2 separate regions of the Mus musculus genome follow, and region 1 is linked to region 2. The links are chromatin contacts, called in public Hi-C maps. All regions are on one chromosome and are shown on one strand. Each heading gives the region's core, a stretch centred on a gene start, on an enhancer-like site or on the middle of the called end of the contact. The rest is flanking DNA. Distances are from core to core; before and after follow the strand shown.

Region 1 (2,700 bases), core at 74-2,573, 56 kb after region 2:
AGATAGCCAGGCTGTTTCTACTTTGAGCGATTGTGAATTATATTAATGTGAAGCGTTGTGTACTAGGTTTTGTGGATAAGCTTAGTAGCTCAGATTTACAATTCCAGCTACTTGTGAGGCCAAGGCAGGGGACCCACAAGTTCCAGGTCAAGATGGAGAGACCTTTGCTCCAAAATACAAACAATATTAAGAGGCTTTCCATATACAGCAACTATTTTTAACTCAAATGTAATTGCTGAGTTATAGGTTAACTCTGTTTGACTATTTGCAACATTCTCAAATTGATTCCCAAAACAAGTACACTAGCTTTTACTCCACCACTGATACATAAGGGTTCTACTTTCTTACTCCCTAATCAATGCTTATTATTGTCTAAGTGTTTTTACATTTATTTATGTGTTTGAATGTTTTGCCTCTGTGTATGTTTGTATAGCACATACATGCCTGGTGCCTGAAGAGGCCAGAAGAGGGAGTAGAATCCTTTGGAACTGGAGTTACATGTAGTTGTGAGCTACCATGTGGGTGCTGGGAAGTGAACTCAAGTCCCCTGCAAGATCAAGGGTTCTTAGCCACTGAGTCATCTCTTCAGCCTCCTCAGTTGATTTTTATATAGTATGTTGCTGTAGAAATTTTTACCCACCCCCTTTAGTTCTTGGATAAAAGGCACACACAGCCTTTATATTTACAATAAACCTCAAAAAAACACTAGAGCTGGGCAGATCCTACCCTCTGTGTTGTTAGAATCTACTTTCCTGTCGATAACCCCGAGTCATTACTTACTATGTTTCACTTGGGCTGCTCTTAACTCCAGTTAGCCAGCCCTCAGGGCCATGTTTTCTTTACTCCTAATCCACTTTTGCTTCTCATTGCTCCTCCTGCACCGTCTTCTCCTTGTGATTCTCCTCTGACCCCAACCCTGTGAAACCTAAACCCCACCTATGTCTCTTCTGCCCAACTATTGGCTGTTTGACATCTTTACCAGTCAGAAATAACTTGGGGGGCAAGGTCTATGTGGGAGACTCTCTAGTCTATGGGGCAACCATGTTGTCTTATAACATTACAATAGATACTTAGCACTTAGCATTACAATAGATAACAAAAGGCCAAACCTCAACAGGACATGAAATAAGGGTTTGGCTTCTAGTTTTGTTGAGAGTTGTAAAAGATTGATATTTTTCTTTGAATATTTGGTGGGATTTAACACTAAAACCATTTAGACCTGAGGTTTTGTGAAAGGTTTTTAGAAGGCTAATTCAGCCTGTCATCCTAATTCTATTATCCTGCTGAGTCATTTTGAAGTTTTGCCAATTTCATCTAAGTTATCTGGTGTACAGTTGTCCATAATTTCTGTGTGCGGTCTCCCTCAATTCCTCCTGCTGCCGGCTGGTTGGGTTATCGCCTCTCTTAATCATAGTTTTGGCAGTTTGGATCTTGTTTTTTTCTTTGTCAGTCTAAGCATTTGCCACTGCTGTTACTCTTTCTCTATTTTTATTTTTATTTTTTAATTTACTGTTGGTGGTAAGAATACACATGCCACCATGCAAGAGCAGAGGCCAGACGACAGCTTTCTATCTCTCCCACTTTTGTTGGTTTTGTTGTTAGCATGGATTTTAACACCCAGTCACCAAGTCCTACAGTACACAGAGAATAAGTAACATGCTATCAGAAAGTGACCAGATAAAGCACGGGTGTTAGTCCTACACCTTGCTAACCACCATAATTGGGCTTTTGATCAAAATTGCTTGATCAACATTAACTGAACTATTTCTCTGAGTTACCAAATGAGGCCTTGCCTTTAAACGACAAACAAAGAAACCCAAAACTACTAACCCTTTAGCTTCACCACGGCTTCTGTTGAGACCCTGTCTTCTTGGCAGCCGGAGTAGCACCAGGCCCTCCCCCAGGAAAGGGTAGCAGTCAGCCAGCCCAGCTCCTGCCCATGGTGACCTGGTTCTAATGTGTACATTAGGAAGGCAGTGAATGAAACTGCCGCCATGTCAGAAGATGTGCAGCAGGACCTGGTGAAGTGCAGGACTCAGGCACTGGAGACCTAACATAGAAAAGGAGGTTGGGACCCATGCCAAAAAGGAATTTGACAAGAAGTACAACAGTCCGTGACACTGCTACATGCTCCTTGGTTCCTGCACTAGTCTTGTGATATAAGAAAGCAAACACTTCTGCCTCTCCGTGGGTCAAGCGGTCGCTCTTCTGTTCAAATTTGGTTAAAAGTTCTGAGGTGGCAGCAGGGCAGTGGCGCACGCCTTTAGTCCCAGCACTTGGGAGGCAGAGGCAGGCAGATCGAAGCCAGCCTGGTCTACAGAGTGAGTTGCAGGACAGCCAGGGCTACATAAGAGAAACTCTGTCTTGGAAAAAAAGAAAGATAAAAGAAGTTCTGTGGTGGAACTCTGGTCCTCGGGCTCATCCACAAAGCGTCTTTTCCTGCTGCGCATCTCACCAGCAGCCTTGTGGATCTTAAAACAAAACAAAACAAAAAACAACGTAACCAACTTTTACTTAAGCATCTGTATTTTCGTTCATTTTTGCTCTCATCTGTTTCCTTTCTGTTGTCTACCCTGGGGGTAGCTTCTGTCTTCCCAGTTTTTAAAGGTTACTTTGGAGATTTGAGGTCTGTCTCTTTTTTTTTCCTTTTTAAACTATAGCTCATGTAGAATACATAAATTACATAAAATTTCACTCAAG
Region 2 (3,010 bases), core at 199-2,698:
ACAGTGACATATACAGGACAATTAGGACAGCGGATTGTGAGCAACGCACAGAACAAATTGTAGAAAGGAAAACAGGAACATCAGGGGCCAGATTATAAAGAACTGACTTTCCTCTGCAAAAGCTGGCCCTGCAAGTGAGGCTGTCCAAGAAAGTGGGTCTATAGGAGGAAACCTACAAGCTAAATAAATAAATAAATAAATAAATTTTTAAAAATCCAATATGGGGAATAAAACAGCACAAGAGAAGAAATGGAGTGGTTAGAATGATCAGCGCACACTGGGTTAGGGTGGCCGTGCCTTTAATCTCAGCCCTTGGGAGGCAGAGGCAGAGAGCAGAGAGGCAGAGGCAGGCAGATCTCTGTGAGTTCGAGTCCAGCCTGGTCTACAGAGAGTTCCAGAACAGCCGGGGCTACACAGAGAAACCCTACCTGGAAAAACTAACAACAACAACAACAACAACAACAAACAATAAATGAACAAACCAAAAAAGAATGGGCACGCAGACACAACTAACAGGGTCTGACCCCGGTGACACAGCCTCAGCAGGTCCCAACCCCTTCCTGACATCACTAACTCCTGGTTTGCCACTGAGAAGAAACAAATTCCTAAATGTCAGTAGAGGCCAGTCTGGAAAACTGATATATACACACTGCAGAGAGAGGGGCTTTATGAACACTGCTCTTAAATGACAGAGTGCCATACAAACCAATGATGGCAACTTTGTTCTCCTTCATGGAACTCAGCACCTGCTCCAGCTTCTCCTCAGAAGCCATATTCTGCACCTCGCTCAGATGATGCTCCTTAAATTCCACAGGGACAGCAGCAGCCTTCAGGGATAAGTCCAAGCACAGGGCTGGGTCAGGTCTGAACTTTCCAACAACCCATCCATCCCTGTAGCCTGATCCGCCACCCATCCCCCGCCCCGGGCTATTCACCTTGAACACTTCCTTGACAGCATGCATGAGCTCTGGCCCCACGCCGTCTCCAGGCAGCATGGTCACAGGAAAGGCACCCTCCACCCTCACATCTTGTGCCTGTGAGTGGGGCCAGCAGAGATGGAGCAGGGGCAGAAGTGGGAGTCAGAGGGAAAGAGGTGGGGAGGGGAAACCCAGGGGAGCGGCAAGGAGGCGACAAGGATGGGCGAGAACGAAGCTGGACTCAAGCGTACCTGGCTCTGGGAAGCGGCGTGAGCCGTAGATGTTCCGAGACCTCTCCATGCCCCGGAGTTCCGAGCGGCGAGCACCGCCTGCGACAGACACAAGGTCAGATCGGGGACACCGCGGCCCCTTACACCGCGATGACCTTGCCTTCTTTTGGAAACCGCGGACAAACCCTCTGTTCTCCCGCCCACCCTCCGCTCAGGTCGTCCCGGGCCTCACTCGGGTCAGCCAGCGGACATTGCTCAGCGCTGCCATGTTCGGCCGAGGAAGTCGCGGGGGAAGTGACGCCGGAAGCGAGCGCGGTCGTGGGAGCTGGACTTCCTGTCAGCCCTGGCGAGCTTGGCGGTTCTTTCTCCCGTACCAATCGGCGGTGTGTACGGATTCACTTGAGTTCTCTCCTTCTGTTTGGTAATGTAGGGTCACAGGACACACAACCAGTTTGTCTGTTTGCTTTGTTTTCACTCGTCAGATTTAATTTCTCTTGAAAATTCAAAACAACATCCAAATATATATGGCCAAGTATTGAACAAGGATGTGAGTTTAACAATAAGTTGAGAAGTCTTGGGAATTTGTGAATGTTTGAATGTTCTGTTATGCGTTATTCTCTTAACTAGTACTCACTGTTAGTCACTTAGAATTCTTTTAAATAGGTAAAATAATTCAGATTACAAAGAAAACTGGTTATGATAAGAAAACTAACTTGGAGTTGATGAGGTAGCTCTGTAGACCAGGCTGGCCTCAAACTCATAGACCCGCCTGCCTCCACCTCCCAAGTGCTGGAATTAAAGGTGTGCACCACCACATCCTGGAAAAAAAAAAAAAGAAGCTGAAAAATAAAAGCTAATTCTTTTGCTCCACTGTATAGTATGCTATAATTTAAATTTACTAAATTGCTTAATCCTTTCTTAAATAGGCAGATACCTAGTATGAAATCTGATTTGGGCTCTTCTCAGCAACATTGCTGTGTATATCCCTGTACATTCTCCTTTGTACATATGATGAAGATTATAACTATCCTGCAGGGCACCTCTAGCCATGTATGTATTACAGGTGAAATGGTGTGTTTTCAATAGTTTGATTATAGATCTGTGTGTGTTTCACTCATGAATTTGTTCTCATGCAGTAAACAGAAAACTCATTCATCATGATAGCTGATAGTTTCTCTCCCACTACTTCTGGAAATAAAGAGTTACTGACATTGATTTAGCTGCTTAGTTATGTCCCCAGGGATCCTGGATGGGGGGCGGGTCCTCTATATCATCTCCTCTCAAAACTCCATTAGATTGCTAAACCCAGTGTCTATTTTATAATAGAATGTTGAGTATCTCATATAATTTATTGAGTGCTACACGGAAAGTGTATCAGAACAGGCATGTATGTTTTGTTGAGACAGGATCTCTCTTTATATCCCTGGTTGACCTATAACTTCCTATGTAGACCAGGCTGACCTGGAACTCAGAGAGATCCACCTGCCTCTTTGCTTTCTAAGTGCTAGGATTAAAGGCGTGTACCCCATGCCTGCCTAATGGACTTGTATCAATTACTTTTATCATTGTTGGGACAAAACACAGACAAAAGCAGCTTTCGAAAGAACAGATTTACTTTAGCTCATGGCTCCAGGAGACCCCAGTCACCACAGAGGGGAAGGGACGGCAGCAAGATCAGGAAGCAGCTGGGCTCTCTCTCTCTCTCTCTCTCTCCAGTTCAAACTGGCCATTTTCACTCAAGGCACATCAGGTATCTGAGCAGGACCATCAGGGAGAAGACTCTAGGGCCCTATAAAGTACACAAGCAGATACATGGGGGTGGGTAGAGGCTGCTCCGTAGTTACGAGCATTTACTGCTCTTGC

The links. A called contact is a pair of places that touch in the nucleus more often than the background predicts.
Region 1: a Hi-C map of the G1E-ER4 cell line shows a contact between it and region 2, with 1.8 times the contacts expected there. The contact joins the enhancer-like site here to the promoter of Idh3b in region 2. A contact is called at or near these places in 4 of 39 promoter capture datasets (the HPC-7 cell line, HPC-7-derived erythroid cells, hippocampal neurons and 1 more), 4 of 484 Hi-C or Micro-C datasets (the G1E-ER4 cell line, the N1E-115 cell line, muscle stem cells and 1 more), 2 of 115 datasets of contacts at active chromatin or transcription factors (both in embryonic stem cells) and 2 of 9 other capture datasets (adipose tissue and pancreatic islet).

The regions. Positions count from the first base shown.
Region 1 is chr2:130,339,313-130,342,012 of GRCm38.p6, forward strand. All of the region lies in intron 6 of Ebf4 (early B cell factor 4), which reads left to right. Among named protein-coding and RNA genes, the nearest start is that of Gm39936, 3.8 kb to the right of the region's middle. Within about 2 kb of position 1,324, at least 4 of the 459 cell types and tissues checked have an H3K27ac peak or open chromatin away from gene starts, as enhancers often do. A contact at or near this core is called in the G1E-ER4 cell line and the N1E-115 cell line, where this site is marked.
Region 2 is chr2:130,283,003-130,286,012 of GRCm38.p6, forward strand. It overlaps Idh3b (isocitrate dehydrogenase 3 (NAD+) beta), which reads right to left and starts at 1,449. Exons shown (of 12, transcript NM_130884.4): 1 at 1,380-1,449; 2 at 1,169-1,246; 3 at 936-1,034; 4 at 707-827. The coding sequence starts at 1,415.